2 separate regions of the Oryctolagus cuniculus genome follow, and region 2 is linked to region 1. The links are chromatin contacts, called in public Micro-C maps. All regions are on one chromosome and are shown on one strand. The core of a region is the stretch at or near the end of the contact, and the rest is flanking DNA. Distances in the headings are between cores, read along the strand shown. Region 1 overlaps PSEN1 (presenilin 1). Region 2 holds the start of NUMB (NUMB endocytic adaptor protein).

Region 1 (7,147 bases), core at 2,300-4,799:
TGTCACCTTATGCGTGAAATTATATATTTCGGGGTAGTGTGAGCTTTTAATGTTAAGTCATATTAAACTTTTTTTTTTTTTTTTTTTTTTTGGACAGGCAGAGTGGACAGTGAGAGAGAGAGACAGAGAGAAAGGTCTTCCTTTTTGCTGTTGGTTCACCCTCCAATGGCCGCCGTGGCCGGCACACCGCACTGATCTGATGGCAGGAGCCAGGTACCTATCCTGGTCTCCCATGGGGTGCAGGGCCCAAGCACTTGGGCCATCCTCCACTGCACTCCCTGGCTACAGCAGAGAGCTGGCCTGGAAGAGGGGCAACCGGGACAGAATCCGGCGCCCCGACCGGGACTAGAACCCGGTGTGCCGGCGCCACAAGGCGGAGGATTAGCCCAGTGAGCCGCGGTGCTGGCCAAGTCATATTAAACTCTTAAGTCAAATTAAGCAGACCCGGCATTGGCAGTGTAGCCATAACTTTCTGATGTTAGTAAAAACAAAATTGGCTACTTGAAATTAAATCATGCCAAGGTTTTGATACACTTGTCTTAAGATATTAATGAAACACTTCAAAACACTGAAACAAAGTGTCCAGATTCTCAGATGTTTGTTGTGTGAGTTTTGTTTAATTGTGTGTATTTTTTTTTCAGTGAATGTCTCCACATTGCAGTCCTCAAACATGTGGTTATCTTTGTTGTATTGGCATAATCAGTGACTTGTACATTCAGTGATAGCATTTGAGCAAGTTTTATCAGCAAGCAATATTTTCAGTTAATAAATAAGGTTTCAAAAATCATGTAAGAATGGGTTTAAACTTACTGAATGTAAAGATTGAACCTCAAGTCACTGTAGCTTTAGTAATTGCTTATTGTATTAGTTTAGATGCTAGCACTGCATGTGCTGTGCATATTCTGATTTTATTAAAATAAAAAGTTGAACTGCAAAAAAAAAAAAAAAGAAAAGAAAAGAAAAGAAAAGAAAGAAAGTGGAGCAGGGTCCAGCACTGTGACTCAGCAGGTTAATGCCCTGGCCTGAAGTGCCGGTATCCCATATAGGTGCTGGTTCAAGACCCAGCTGCTCCACTTCCGATCCAGCTCTCTGCTGTGGCCTGGGAAAGCACTAGATGATGGCCCAAGTCCTTGGGCCCTGCACCCGCATGGGAGAGCTGGAAGTAGCTCCTGGCTCCTGGCTTCAGATCGGCACAGCTCCAGCCGTTATGGCCAATTATAGAGCGAGCCATCGGATGGAAGACCTCTCTCTCTCTCTCTCTCTCTCTCTGCCTGCCTCTCCTCTCTGTGTAACTCTTTCAAATAAATTAATAAATCTTAAAAAAAAAAAAAAAGTGGTGCAGCTGAGACTCAAACTGGCGCCCATGTGGGATGTCAGCATCACAGGTGGCAGCTGTACCCATAAGCTATAATGCTAATCCTTCATCGAGTCTTTCTTATGGAAATTGAAATGTGTCCAGCTATGTGTGTGCTAAACAATTCTGAATTGTATCCTAGGCATTTTGAATATTATGAACTTTGCTGGTGTTTAAATCTTATGGAGAAGGGCCAGCACTGTGGTGTGGCGAGTAAAGATAATGCCTGCAAGATTGGCATCCTGTGTGGCACCAGTTTTAGTCTCAGAAGTTCCATTTCTGATCTGGCTCCCTGGTAATGTGCCTGGGAAAGCAGTGGGGGAATGGCCCAAGTTCTTGGACCTCTGCACCCACCTTGAGACCCAAATGAAGCGCCTGGCTTCAGACTGGCCAGCTCTGGCTGTTAAGTCCTTTTGGGATTGAACCAGATCCAAGATCTCTTTCCCTCTCTCTCCTCCCCCTCTCTAACTTTGCCTTTCAAATAAATATTTTTTTAAAAATCCTGTGAAGAATATTGATAGGTTTTATTGGCCAGTCTTTCTGTTTGGGTTAGGCCACAGGTAGCAACCGGCCTTCTGTGGGCTGTGGTTACGGTGTCAGTTTAGTCTTCAAAACCTTTGTGATGCTGCTCAGGTATGTCCTGTGTGTCACCCAGTCACCAGGCTGAGACTCAAGTGTTGGCCTGGAATTGAGTTGTCGAAGTCCATGCGTGCCGTTGAGGGTCACGCGCACGTGCTCACTGAAGGGATGGGCCCGTGGGTTTACAAACAGCCCGTGCTTCTTTGGACTTCTCCCTGTCCAAGCTCTCCTCGTTGTTTTCTGGTTTCTCTGGGCTTTTCTTTTCCCTTCCTCCAGCCAGAAAGCTGGGCTTTATTTTCCTAGTGTCAGGGCCAAGATGTGGAAGGAAAGAGAAACAAAGCAAGGACTGTTCACCCCTCTCTGGGAACTGTAGCTCTGCCAGTCAGAAAGAAAGGTTCCCCTCCTAATGAATTTTAGGTTCCTGCTGCCCGCATTGCCGTCATCACAGGATTTTAGGGGTTTGGACATGAAAGAATGAAAGAAATGCCAGAAAAATTAAAGTGATTTTCATTTGCTCTCTGATTGCTAGGAGACCCCTTTGCTGCTCCTCTAGCCATAGCTGGGGACTCTGGAGCTCCCGTTGTCATGCTAGTGTGTGACCTCTAGGTGGAGAGGGGGCTCTTTTAGTCCTCAGTAGTTGTGGCGTGCTTTCTGTCCACATTTGGTAGAAGCTGCATTCAGGAGAGATAGGATGGAATGTGCTTATTCCACCTATCTAACAAGGGTCGTTTGGATATTTATAGCGTTATTTGGGAGCCATACAAAATTATCAGCTTAAAAATTAACCTGTTAGGGGCAGCATTGTGGTGCAAGAGGTTCAGATTCCACCTGCAACTCCAGCACTTCACTTCTGATCCAGCTTTCCACTAAGGCACCTGGGAAAGTCATGGAGGATAGCCTGAGTTCATGAGAGACCCAGGTGGAATTCCAGGTTCCTGGCTTGGTCTTGGCCCAGTCTGGCCTGTTAGGGCCATTTGGGGAGTGAACCTACAGGCAGTTCTTCTTTTTCTTTCTCTTTCAAATAAATAAATACATCTTTAAAAAAAAATAGCCTTAGGCTTGCATTGTGGCCTAAGGGGTTAAGTCACTGCTTGCATTGCCAGCATTGCCAGTACCCCATATGGACGCCAGTTTGAGTCCCTGCTGTTCCACTTCCGATCCAGCTCCCTTCTAATGCGCCAGAGGATGGATCAGGTGCTTGAGCCCCAGCACCCACATGGGAGACCCAGCTGAATTCTTGCCTCCTGGCTTCAGCCTGGCGCAGCCCCAGCTGTTGTGTCCATTTGGGGAGTGAAGAACCAGATGGAAGATCTGTCTCCCTCTTGCTCTCTGTAACTCTGCCTTTCAAATAAGTAAAAAATCTTTTAAAAAAATATACTGCGGCCGGCGCCTCGGCTCAATAGGCTAATCTTCTGCCTGCGGTGCCGGCACACCGGGTTCTAGTCCCGATCGGGGCACTGGATTCTGTCCCAGTTGCCCCTCTTCCAGTCCAGCTCTCTGCTGTGGCCCGGGAGTGCAGTGGAGGATGGCCCAGGTCCTTGGGCCCTGCACTCGCATGGGAGATCGAAAGAGGCACCTGGCTCCTGGCTTCGGATCAGCGCGGTGCATCAGCCTCAGTGCACTGGTCGCAGCGGCCACTGGGGGATGAACCAATGGCAAAGGAAGACCTTTCTCTCTCTCTCTGTCTCACTGTCCACTCTGCCTGTCAAAAAATATATATATACTGCTATACATTTATTGAATTTCAGTTCCACCTGGAGTTGCATTGACATGGCCAGGCCACGTGATTTCCAGTGCCTTATGTGGCACATAGACCAGGCGGTCCCCACCCCAGTTTAGAACCTATATTAATGTATTTTGCATTCATCCAGATTTCCACACTTATTTGTTATTTCTGTATTGTTTTGTGTTTGTTAATGTTCAAGTCTTAACTAGACAGTTCTAGGCTACAAGTTGTTTACTTTGACTCCTAATATAAAGTACAGAAGAACTGTAGAGTCAGAAATTCAGAAACCTGCCAGAACCTGTCTGGAAATAAACCTTGAGGATTTCTCCTATCAATAGTTGGTTGTGCAATGTCTATGAGAAGCCCAAGAAGCTAGAAAACAAACAGCTTAAAAAGACAGGAACAAAAAGAGCAGTTAATTAGTACATATCTAGTACACATTTCTTGTTACAGGTGGAACTGAAACTTAGTGAAGTCACATGGGCCTGGCTTGCGTAGTTCAGGTTGTGGGGACGCAGTAACTGTCGTATACTGCAGCAACAGTCTTTTCTTTCAGAGCCCTTGGCACAGGAAAGCTGAACTTTCATTTTTGCAATATGAGAAAAACTCATTTTACTGCTTAATGTTCTGGAAAGAGGAGACTTTACCTGGCTCCTGGCTTTGGATCAGCCCAGCTCCGGCTGTTGCGGCCCATTGGGGAGTGAACCAGCAGAGAGAAGACCTTTCTCTCTGTCTCCCTTTCAACTGTCTGTAACTCTACCTCTCAAATAAATAAATAAAATCTTGGGGGAAAAAAAGAGGGGGCTTTAAATTCATTTAATAATTCAGAAAATCTTAACAGAAGTGATTAACCTAAATAGGAAAATTGTTTACAAACATTATTACAGGCAAAGGCTAATGTTTAAGAACACTCACAAACATGCTACTAAGAACTCATAAAAACCTGAGTGAATTACAAAGGAAACATAGAGGGCAGGTAAGTAGATAGATGGATGTGTGTGTGTATGTGTGTGTGTGTATGTATAAGTAGACTTCCAAAAGTTCATGGAAAATGAAATTAAAACATTAGTTTATTTTGGTGCAAAAAAAAAAATTGGAAATCCATGCACTGCTTTTTTTTTTTTTTATTTGACAGAGTTAGACAGTGAGAGAGACAGAGAGAAAGGTCTTCCTTCCATTGGTTCACCCCCAAATGGCCGCTGTGGCCGGCACTGTGCTGATCCGAAGCCAGGAGCCAGGTGCTTCCTCGTGATCTCCCACGTGGGTACAGGTGCCCAAGCACTTAGGCCATCCTCCACTGCCTTCCTGGGCCACAGCAGAGAACTGGACTGGAAGAGGAACAACCGGGACTAGAACCCGGCACCCATTTGGAATGCCAGCGCCGCAGGCGGAGGATTAACCAAGTGAGCCACAGTGCCGGCCCCTCTTTTTTTTTTATTTTATTTTTTTATATATAATGTATATCCTCTCTCTCTAAGAGCCATTTATTTATTTTTTTAAAGATTTACTTATTTATTTGAAAGGCAGAGTTACAGACAGGCAGAGGTATTTATTTAAGAGAGAGAGTGACAGAGAGGAAGAGACAGAAATAGATCTTCAGTCTGCTGGTTCACTCACCATATGGCCAGACTGAAGTCAGGAGCCTGGAACTCCATCCAGGTTTCCTACGCGGTTAGCAGGGTCTCAAGCCCTGGCCATCTTCCACTGTCTCTCCAGGCACTTTAGCAGGGTGCTGGATCAGAAGCAGAGCAGCCAGGACTTGAGCTGGCACTCTGACATGGGATGCTGGTGTCACAGGTGGCAGCTTTCCACACTGGCCGCGATGCCAGCCCCTGAATGCTGGGTATCAGTTATTTTTATTGTTCATTTCAGAAACATTACAGAATTCCTCCATTGAAAATGATGTTTTAGAGTTTAAATATCACTTGTTGATTCTGTTGATAATATTGCTATTTTAAGAGACATTCTTTTTAAAAATTTCATCTGTTTCTCAAGATCTGTTTGTCTTGGAGAAGTTTCTGTTGTGGGAGTGTTTGAGCACTGAAGTGTTCCATGTAAGTGTGCTCTGATCCGGTTTGGGTCCTGCCATATGAAAAGCAGAGCATTAGCAAATAGGCTTTTTTGAGTAGGACATTTACCTCTTTAAAGGGTTCTTGAGTTTTGTTAATTATATTGAAATGTGTTCTTTTCTAGGTTATCCATGCCTGGCTTATTGTTTCATCTCTATTATTGCTGTTCTTTTTTTCATTCATTTATTTGGGGTAAGTGACAAAATTTCTCTTTTTCAGAGATTATCTCTATTTTGGGCTCCTCAACTGTCTTTAAAGCCATGTATCTTATTGATCTAATACTCTTATCTCATCATAGTGTCTACACGTATGTCGTAGTTGGTGCTTTATAGTGACAAGTTAATATAATCAGTAGGGACATTGTTTTGTTGGTCCTTGCTTATAATTGGTGGATGTGAAGGAAAGACTTAATTCTAATCTTTTTAAAAATTTTCTGTATTTCTGGTTGAAATCTGTAAATCAGAATGTTAAAAAAGGTTTTTAAGAAAGCACATAAACATAAATTAATTGATGTTAAAATTTTTCTTTTGTTTTTATTGGTCTTTCTTTCAAATGAAATCTTAGGTGAAATTTTCACATTATAAGTTAGAAAAATGTAGAGGTGCTCCATTGATGGGAATATGGAGGCTCAGAGGTGTGCCATCTTGGCATTTTTCTCCATGCCGGTGGCAGAATCCACTGTGCTAACTCTTAAATTGGAAACAGAAGCAGTAAAACTAATAAATAAATTTTAAAATAATTATTTGGAATGATAAGGTAGAATAACCACAGACAAAATAACAACTGTGAGAATCTGTGTGAAATGGATAATTTTTGTGGAAAAAAAAATGGATTACCAGAACTGACTCCTGAAGAAATGGAAAATCTACACAGAGCAAGTAAGAACTACAAAAGTTGTTAGGATTTTTGTCTTGCTTCTGCTAGTACCAGCAACAGTATCATGCCCCAGGAGTTTCATGGCACAGGCTATAAAACCTCTGAGGATGGGGACTGGTGCTGTGGCTCAGCGGGTTAAAGCACTGACCTGAAGCGCCAGCATCCCATATGGGCACCAGTTCTAGTCCTGGCTGCTCCACTTCCGATCCAGCTTTCTGCTATGGCCTGGAAAAGCAGTGGAAGATGGCCTAAGTGCTTGGGCCACTGCACCCATGTGGGAGACCCAGAAGAAGCTCCTGGCTCCTGGCTTCAGATCGACGCAGCTCCAGCCGTTGCGGCCATCTGGGGGGTGAATCAGCGGATGAAAGACCTCTCTATCTCTACCTCTCTCTGTAACTGTCTTTCAAATAAATAAAATAAATCTTTTTTTAAAAAAAGAAAAACCTCTGAGGATGAATAGCTAATACTGTTTCTTTTCTTTTTTTCTAAAGATTTATTTCTTTGAGAGAGTTACACAGAGAGAGAAGGAGAGGCAGAGAGAAA
Region 2 (7,147 bases), core at 2,773-5,272, 260 kb after region 1:
TCTTCCAAAAAATATTTTAAATATAAAAACCTGAAATATAATTGAAAATTATTTTTGAGAGAAAATATGCAAAAATCCTGATGTAACACTACACCAACAGTTTCTTCACAATTTCATAAAACATTAATGAAAGGGTTACATAATCTCGTAGGTTAAAGACTTGCAAGCACCTTTTTCAGTTTTCAAAATTGCTTTCTCTGTTCTTTTATCTATTAGCACGGATCTAAAGCAACACCATATAGTTTTCAAATAAACTATCTAGTTTTCAGTAAAGAAAACTCAAACCATGAGTAGCAAAAGACACACGCATATTTTCCTATGGCTTTAAATAAGTATTGGTTGCATTTAGGTTTTCTTGGGCTAGTGAAAGTTACAGCGTATACCATATCCAATTCACTCCCAGAGGAGAAAAACATCAAAACAAAAGTGCCTGCTTAATAAACAACTTACTCTGTAGTTACGCGTCTATCCCAGGTGCATTTTGTTGTCAAGTATTATCACTATTTCCTCTCCACAAAAACCTAGAAACTGTATATCCAGTTCACTTAAAAATATCTTCGTTTTATATTAGTGAAAAGCCAAGAAATCTTTAAAATGCCTTTACTGTCTAAAAAGGAAATAACTTTTCACTCTTCTCTTTTAAAATGTTTCTTATTTTGTTTTTGCTTATTTTCTATACATGAAACGTTCTCAAACCAGTTCATTTCAGCGGTGTTACCATCAATATGTCTGTACACCCTTAGGTATTTTACCGACAGTGCTTTAAAGTGATAAAAAAGAAAGGGTGAACAAAAGGGCACAAGTGAAACAAAACTAGATCACATTTGAGAAACACCACTCAATTTCTGCTTCAAGCTCTCTCAAGTCCTCATGCCAAAGATTCTCAACATTCAAAAGAAGTTCCAGGGTCAGAAGCACAACACAATATGTGATAAGACAAACACAGGAGAATGCAACTCAAAAATTGAAAAAATTTAACGGAATGTATAACCACCTAAGAATTATCACAGAAATAAAAATAATAAGTCCAATTCCTAGGTATTAGAGGGTTGCTTTCAATACACTGAGTGGCTCGAAACAGGTTTTTAAACATTTAACTGTATAAGTCACTTTATATTGTGACATACGTTTACGAGAAAAGCTCAAAACAATACTTTTCCTTACCAAGCTCAAATGCTGGCCTACCCTGATCTAATTCATTTTATTTTCAATGCTGGTGGTAACCCACAAAATTGATTTTATAAATTACTAATAAATCATGACCCACAGCTTGAAAAATCGAGGCTTAAAAATGGATATCTTTTACAACAGGATCCTTTTTGCAATTTGCCTCTTTAACAGGATGGGCAGGCATTTCAGGGCTGCCACATTATTACTATTTTCATTAAAACAAGTTCTTAAACAGTGGTCCTCTTAACCCACCTAAGCATCACCTGAGAGGAATACAAATTCCTGGGCCTCAGCCCAGCCCTCCCGCATCAAAAACCGCAGGTGGGGGCCAGCAGTGAGTATTACCAAGCCCTTCAGGTGCTTCACAGGCAAGCAAGCAAGACCTCGGATCTGCATCCCCTGCTTAACAATACACAGTGCTTACTGTGTGCCAGTAACTATTCTAAAAGTTCTACAAATACTCATTCATGTAAAAATAAATAGATGAAACAAAACCACTGAGGTAGGAACTATTACTACCCCTTTTATACAGACAAGGAAACAGCAGAGGCTAAGCCGGCCAAGGGAAGTGGCGGAACTAGAATTCAAACACATTTTCAATTTAGCAGGGTCTGCCTATCCTCGACAAGAATATTCTCGGATTTAGTTCCCAGTTCTCCTCCCTTCCTTCAGCCACTCCTCCCCTTTCCCTCTTAAATCCCTCATCCTGTCACTGTCCTTATTTTCTAACATTACTGTCGTCACGCTAGAACAAATTTCTCTTCTAAGGCACCGGAATGCAAGTCACTTAAACTTGCTTTTAGGCTCTTTTGCTGCGGCCTTGGAGGGCACCTTAGTGTTAAGTAGAAGCTGAAGTTTGTTCTGCTTCTGAAAACCTTAGAACCTATCACTTTTCAGAAGAACCCAATACTGGCCCCTCTGCTGCTTTCTCGCGTTTACTGTCCTGGCCAGCTTCCACCAGACCACTCTCCCGGGGAACTTTCTCATCCTATCTCCTCCCTTCCTACAGGGAAACCACGTCTCCCTTCCCACCCCCGCCCACCTGGACCCATTTTGCTGGACTCCTCTCCAACCAGGGGAACTTCCACTCCCCGCTGGACCCCCGCCCCGGCCTCGAGCCTGAGCTGCGGCACCAGGACTTCTTTCCCGGTTCCCTGGGGATCCTCAGTCCCCGGAGCTGCAGGTCCACTCTCGGGTCTCCTTTCCTGGCCCAGCTATGGGGGCAGGGCGCTCCGATTCCCCTCGCCCGAGCAGTTCAAGGTCTCCACCCGTCCGACCCTCCTCAAGACCCGCCGCTCCTCCGCCGCCACTGCAGCCTTTCTCCGGGGAACCTTTCCCAGGAGGGCCCCCGACCCGCTCCCCGTCTCTCCTCAGACGCCCCGACTCGGCCCCGGGCCGCTCCCCGCCACCCCCCGCCCTCGGTCTTCCCTTCCCCTTCTCTTTCCGACCGGGGCCACTCCCAGTTTCCCTGGGCACCCCCCGCCCCCGTTCTCTCCGCAAGGGTCGCTGGCGAGTTTCCCGGGTTCTCCTTCATCCTCACCCCCAAGCTGCCCAGGGTATTCCCAAGTGACCCCACCCTCGGACCTGGTCGTTACGGGTCGCCCCCGGGTACCCTCTCCATGGGACCCCAGCCGCTCCCGTCTCCTCAGGCGCCTACCCCGCACACGCCGGCCGCCAGTCAGTGCCCCAGACCTGAGCAACTCGCCGTCCCAAGGGACCTCCTGGCCTCACCCGCTTGGGTCCGGCGCCAGCCTACCTTCCCAACGCCAACTCCACCGCCGGGAGCCGGGCCATTCTCCCACGAGCCCAGTCAGCGCGAACTCGCAGCCACCGCCGCCTCCGCCTCCGCCCTGGCCCCGGCCCCGACCCGGCCCGCAGTCCAGGCCCCCTTCTTTCAGCTCCCGCCTCCAGAGCGCAGAGCCAGTTTCTGCTCCGCCACGGCCCCCAGCTCTCAGGTTCGCGTTACCGGCACTCACCTGCCGCTGGCCCCGGACAACTCCAGCGCCACTGCTTCTACCTCGGCCGCCAGTAGCCACCAAGCGCCACCACCTCCCCCATGACAACAGGCCCACCCTGTTTCATACTTCCGACCTATCCATTGGGCTGTGGGGCGGCGGCCGTGTGTTCTGATTGGCTTAGTTTACCCGCCTATCATCGCCTCTTGACCGCCCCTTTTCCTGGATCTGTTATTCGCCCCCGCCCAGACCTGAAGCGTCCTAGACCAAGCTCTAGTTGTAATTGGTTGATTGTTGAGAAGCTCGAAGTTATTATAGGCTGCTGAAAGTGTCTGTTAAGTTGACAGGCAAGGGATGTGACGGCCATGATTGTTCGAGCTTGTGCAGTTTGGTTGCGCAGTAGAAAGCCAAAAAAAAAAAAAGGGGGGGGGGGGGGGCGACGCTCACCTCTGAGGTTACGGGGGAAGGGTTAACTCTTTGTTGTAGAGTTCACTCTGTAAAACTCTGCGCCTTCTTCAACTCCCTACCTACAAGGAGCTCATCACGGCCGGCTTTCTCAGAGCTAGTACTCGCGAAACACCAACATCAAGGGCTGTGTTTAAGAAGTGATTCTAACCTCGCGGGAGAAAGATACCGTAGAGATTAACATTTCTCCCCCTTTATTTATTTTTTTTTTTGAGGTTCCAGCTCACCCAGTTTCCTCGAAGTTCCTTCCGGGAGTCTCTGAAGGGCAAAGTGCAGCCGTTTGTTTAGCAGAAATCAGTACACGTCCCCAGCAAACCCGAAGTGGCCTGGTGAGAGTTCTCCGGCTTGCAGACCCCTCCTGGCTGGCTTCTGCCAAGCGACCAGGCGAGTTCGGAACAAGCCTGGGATGCTCTGGAAGTGAGGATCCCGCTCCGTCCCACCCCGCCCACCTCCACCCCCACTTGGTTTTGATGTTCGGCAGTTCTTAAATAGCCCTACTAGCTAGCTGTGTCAGATACCTTAAAAGCTTCTTTTTTCTTTTCTCTAAACCTCCCCTCTTCCTAGCAGTCTAAATTAGTACAATTGAATGAATTGCAGTTTTTTTTTCCTAACTTGGCAAAATGCACAAGAATAAATGATTTCATTTTTATTCATTTGGGTACAAATCACAGTAGGCATTTTGAAGAAATCTGGTGTTGCTATAAAAACTCTTATGCTTCTAGAAATATATTCATCATTAGCTTTTTTGCTTTTCTTTTTCATTTCCACCCACTTTTTCTGTTTTCAAATAACAAAATGCTGGCCTGATTACAATTTCTAAATCAGATTTAAATGTACCTTCCTCACAACTCTGCTAATAATACATTAACCCATGGGCCATGAAACCTACACCCAGGAATGGGTTGGGACACAGTCAAGGAAGCATTCTCCTCAGAAGTATTTCCTGGAGCTGCTGCTGTGGCTTAGCCAGTGCCTGCAGCGCCAGCATCCCGTGTGGACGCCGGTTCAAGTCCCAGCTGCTCTCTGCTATGGCCTGGGAAAGCAGTAAAAGATGGCCCAAGTCCTTGGGCCCCTGCGCTCGCGTGGGAGACCAGGAAGAAGCTCCTGGCTCCTGGCTTTGGATCAGCTCAGCTCCAGCTGTTACGGGCATCTGGGGAGCGAACCAGAAGATGGAAGACCTCTGTCTCTCTCTCTCTCTGCCTCTGCCTCTCTGTAACTTTGCCTTTCAAATAAGTAAATAAATCTTTAAAAAAAAATTACTTCCTGTCGATCAAGAATCTGGACTTTGGAAATGTGCCTTGCCTCGTCCTTCTTCCTGCTGATTCTTCTATTTACCAACCTCCTGTCCTTTCCTGAGCAAGCTACAAGGATTCTGAAACAGTGTGGTTCATTATCCAAAAAACGAAAATTGTGTGTTTTCTAGCTTATATTTTTAAGTCAAGTGTAAATAAACTCTGCACTTCTACCACCAAACTAAGCAGAAATTATTCCTCCAGTAACTAAACATAACAATAAGGTGTTTCTTCCTAGTGATTTTCTAGAACTTTCTTCCCCCTTCTCTCATCCTCACCTTCCAATTTAGAAATAACCTCCCATTCAATTCAGTGACTCACAAAAAAGCCTGTAAAAGGAAAGTGGAAAAGCCGAAATAACTTGAGATGTCTGACTCATTCCACTGAAGGAAAAATCAGACATTGACCATGATAAGATGGAAACCAAGACCAGACATATAAGGCAAACCTGAGCTAACACTCCCCAGCAAATGAAGTAACATGCAAATGTGAAGACGACCACCAGAGAGAATGAGATGGCACCACGGCCTTTAACTACACGACCAGCGCTTTCTTCTCTCTAGGCTTGGCAGTGTGCTGTACTCCCGATTTTAGGGCAAAGCTAGAAGGCAATTAATGCCCTGGCAGATAGAAAACAATAACATCATAGGAGGGCACGGCCATTATTATGGTACTTTGGGTAATAATGGCTCTTGCACAGCCACAGTGACTAGGTGCCATAGAGAACATAGAATTAGGCCAGCCTCACTAAGACGACTTGCCATCTAAGTTTAGGAATTCAACAAAATTACTACCCCGAAATCAGGTAGAAAATTGCCACAAAGTTCAGCTAGTCATTCTATTTTGTACACCTAAAAAAAAAGAAAAAAGAAAAAGACATTCCCAAAGGCTTTTGCTCATACATTCATATACACTTCTATCACTCTCATTCTTTGGGAAAATTGGTTAAGAAAAAAAATATAAAACAAATATGTACAATGCAGTAAGGGGGAGGGGGATCCTTAAAGAAAGGTTTTAGGGAACATGTTTTGAACCCAAAGAAGGCTATTGCGTTACCAAAGAGTGCCGTGCTGGGGATCTTGTTGCTTGTGCCCTACACTTTTCTTTTATGCACACGAGGTAACTCTATCGGGTAATTACTCCACGCAGCTTCTCTTTCCTTCCCTGGGTTCTGTGCTTCTCCACTCTCCCGGCCGCTTTTAGAAAGCAAGATCTGGAGTCTGGGAGTCTGCAGCTTTGTGTGGTGTGGATGGCTGTGGAGGTGGAGCAGATGGTATCTGTTCCGAGCCAGTTGAGCAAGACCAGGATGGCAGGTACCGTAAGAGCCAAAAAAGAAAAAAGAGCCTTTTAAAAATACACTTGACTGCAAAACAGAGGATTCCATGCAGTGTCCCAGTATCTGAGGACTGAGGTGGTATGCCTTGAGCGTCATGGGTCTGTGACGCTACTTTTTCTCCTGCTCTCTGTTCATAATTTCATTTTTCAACGAAGCAGAATCCCAGTCTCCTTTCTTTTCTGGTTTAGTCCACAAGGACAATCTCCCTAGGGAAATGCTCTTTTTTTCCCCCTCCCTTAATTCTACACACAACTCTAGTTCCAATTGGATTAGAGAAACAACAACTCGTGGAAAAGAAAATCACTCAGCTGGAGCACAAGGGCCAGAGATGCCCGCCACCAGCCATTGGAGACAAGCCAAGATACTTGATAAGAGCTGGTTTCCTGAGTTTGGGATCCCTCAGAGTGGAAGGCTGATAAGGATGAAGGGATTAGAGAGAAGGAAAGGAATAGAGGGGGAGGGGAAGAAAAAAGAAAGGGCCAGAAAAGGAGAGGGAGAAGGGGGAAGAGAGGGGAAGTGAAAGAAGAGAGAGGGCTGGGCGAGAGAGAGCAAAGAAAAGGGTATGGAAAGCCAGAAAGAGTCCAGAAGCCTCATCGTGGTAGTGCTGAGCCAGCCAAGCCCTGCCCCGCCCCTCCCTGGCTGTGGACTTTATACCTGGTTGCATAATTGCACCAGCAAGTGCTGTCTCTGCCACTGGTTAAAAGGCTAAGTGTGCCAGGGCTCAAGCCTGTGGGGCCGCTGTTCTGCCACCTAGAAATCCTTCCCGAGCTCAAAGCCTGCTGCTCTGGCAGCAACACAAAGCTGACGAGGAAGGAGATCCGCGCAGTCAGCCAAAGAGCGCATCTTCATTTGATTTCATAAAGGTGACCACTGACAAAAAGCTCTGGCTGAATGAAAGGGAGACTATCTGGGAAAAGACGTTTTTACCA

Evidence for each region. Hi-C and Micro-C count contacts between places; a contact is called where the count stands out from the background.
Region 2: a contact with region 1 is called in a Micro-C map of ear pinna, with 2.0 times the contacts expected there. The contact joins the promoter of NUMB here to the enhancer-like site in region 1. A contact is called at or near these places in 2 of 6 Hi-C or Micro-C datasets (ear pinna and an unstated tissue).

What each region holds. Positions count from the first base shown.
Region 1 is chr20:19,333,247-19,340,393 of mOryCun1.1, forward strand. It overlaps PSEN1 (presenilin 1), which reads left to right. Exons shown (of 12, transcript XM_002719669.5): 6 at 5,853-5,920. Among named protein-coding and RNA genes, the nearest start is that of PSEN1, 47 kb to the left of the region's middle. Within about 2 kb of position 3,550, at least 1 of the 8 cell types and tissues checked has an H3K27ac peak or open chromatin away from gene starts, as enhancers often do. A contact at or near this core is called in ear pinna, where this site is marked.
Region 2 is chr20:19,592,650-19,599,796 of mOryCun1.1, forward strand. NUMB (NUMB endocytic adaptor protein) reads right to left here and starts at 4,023. Exons shown (of 10, transcript XM_070065238.1): 1 at 3,818-4,023. It also overlaps the pseudogene LOC127484638.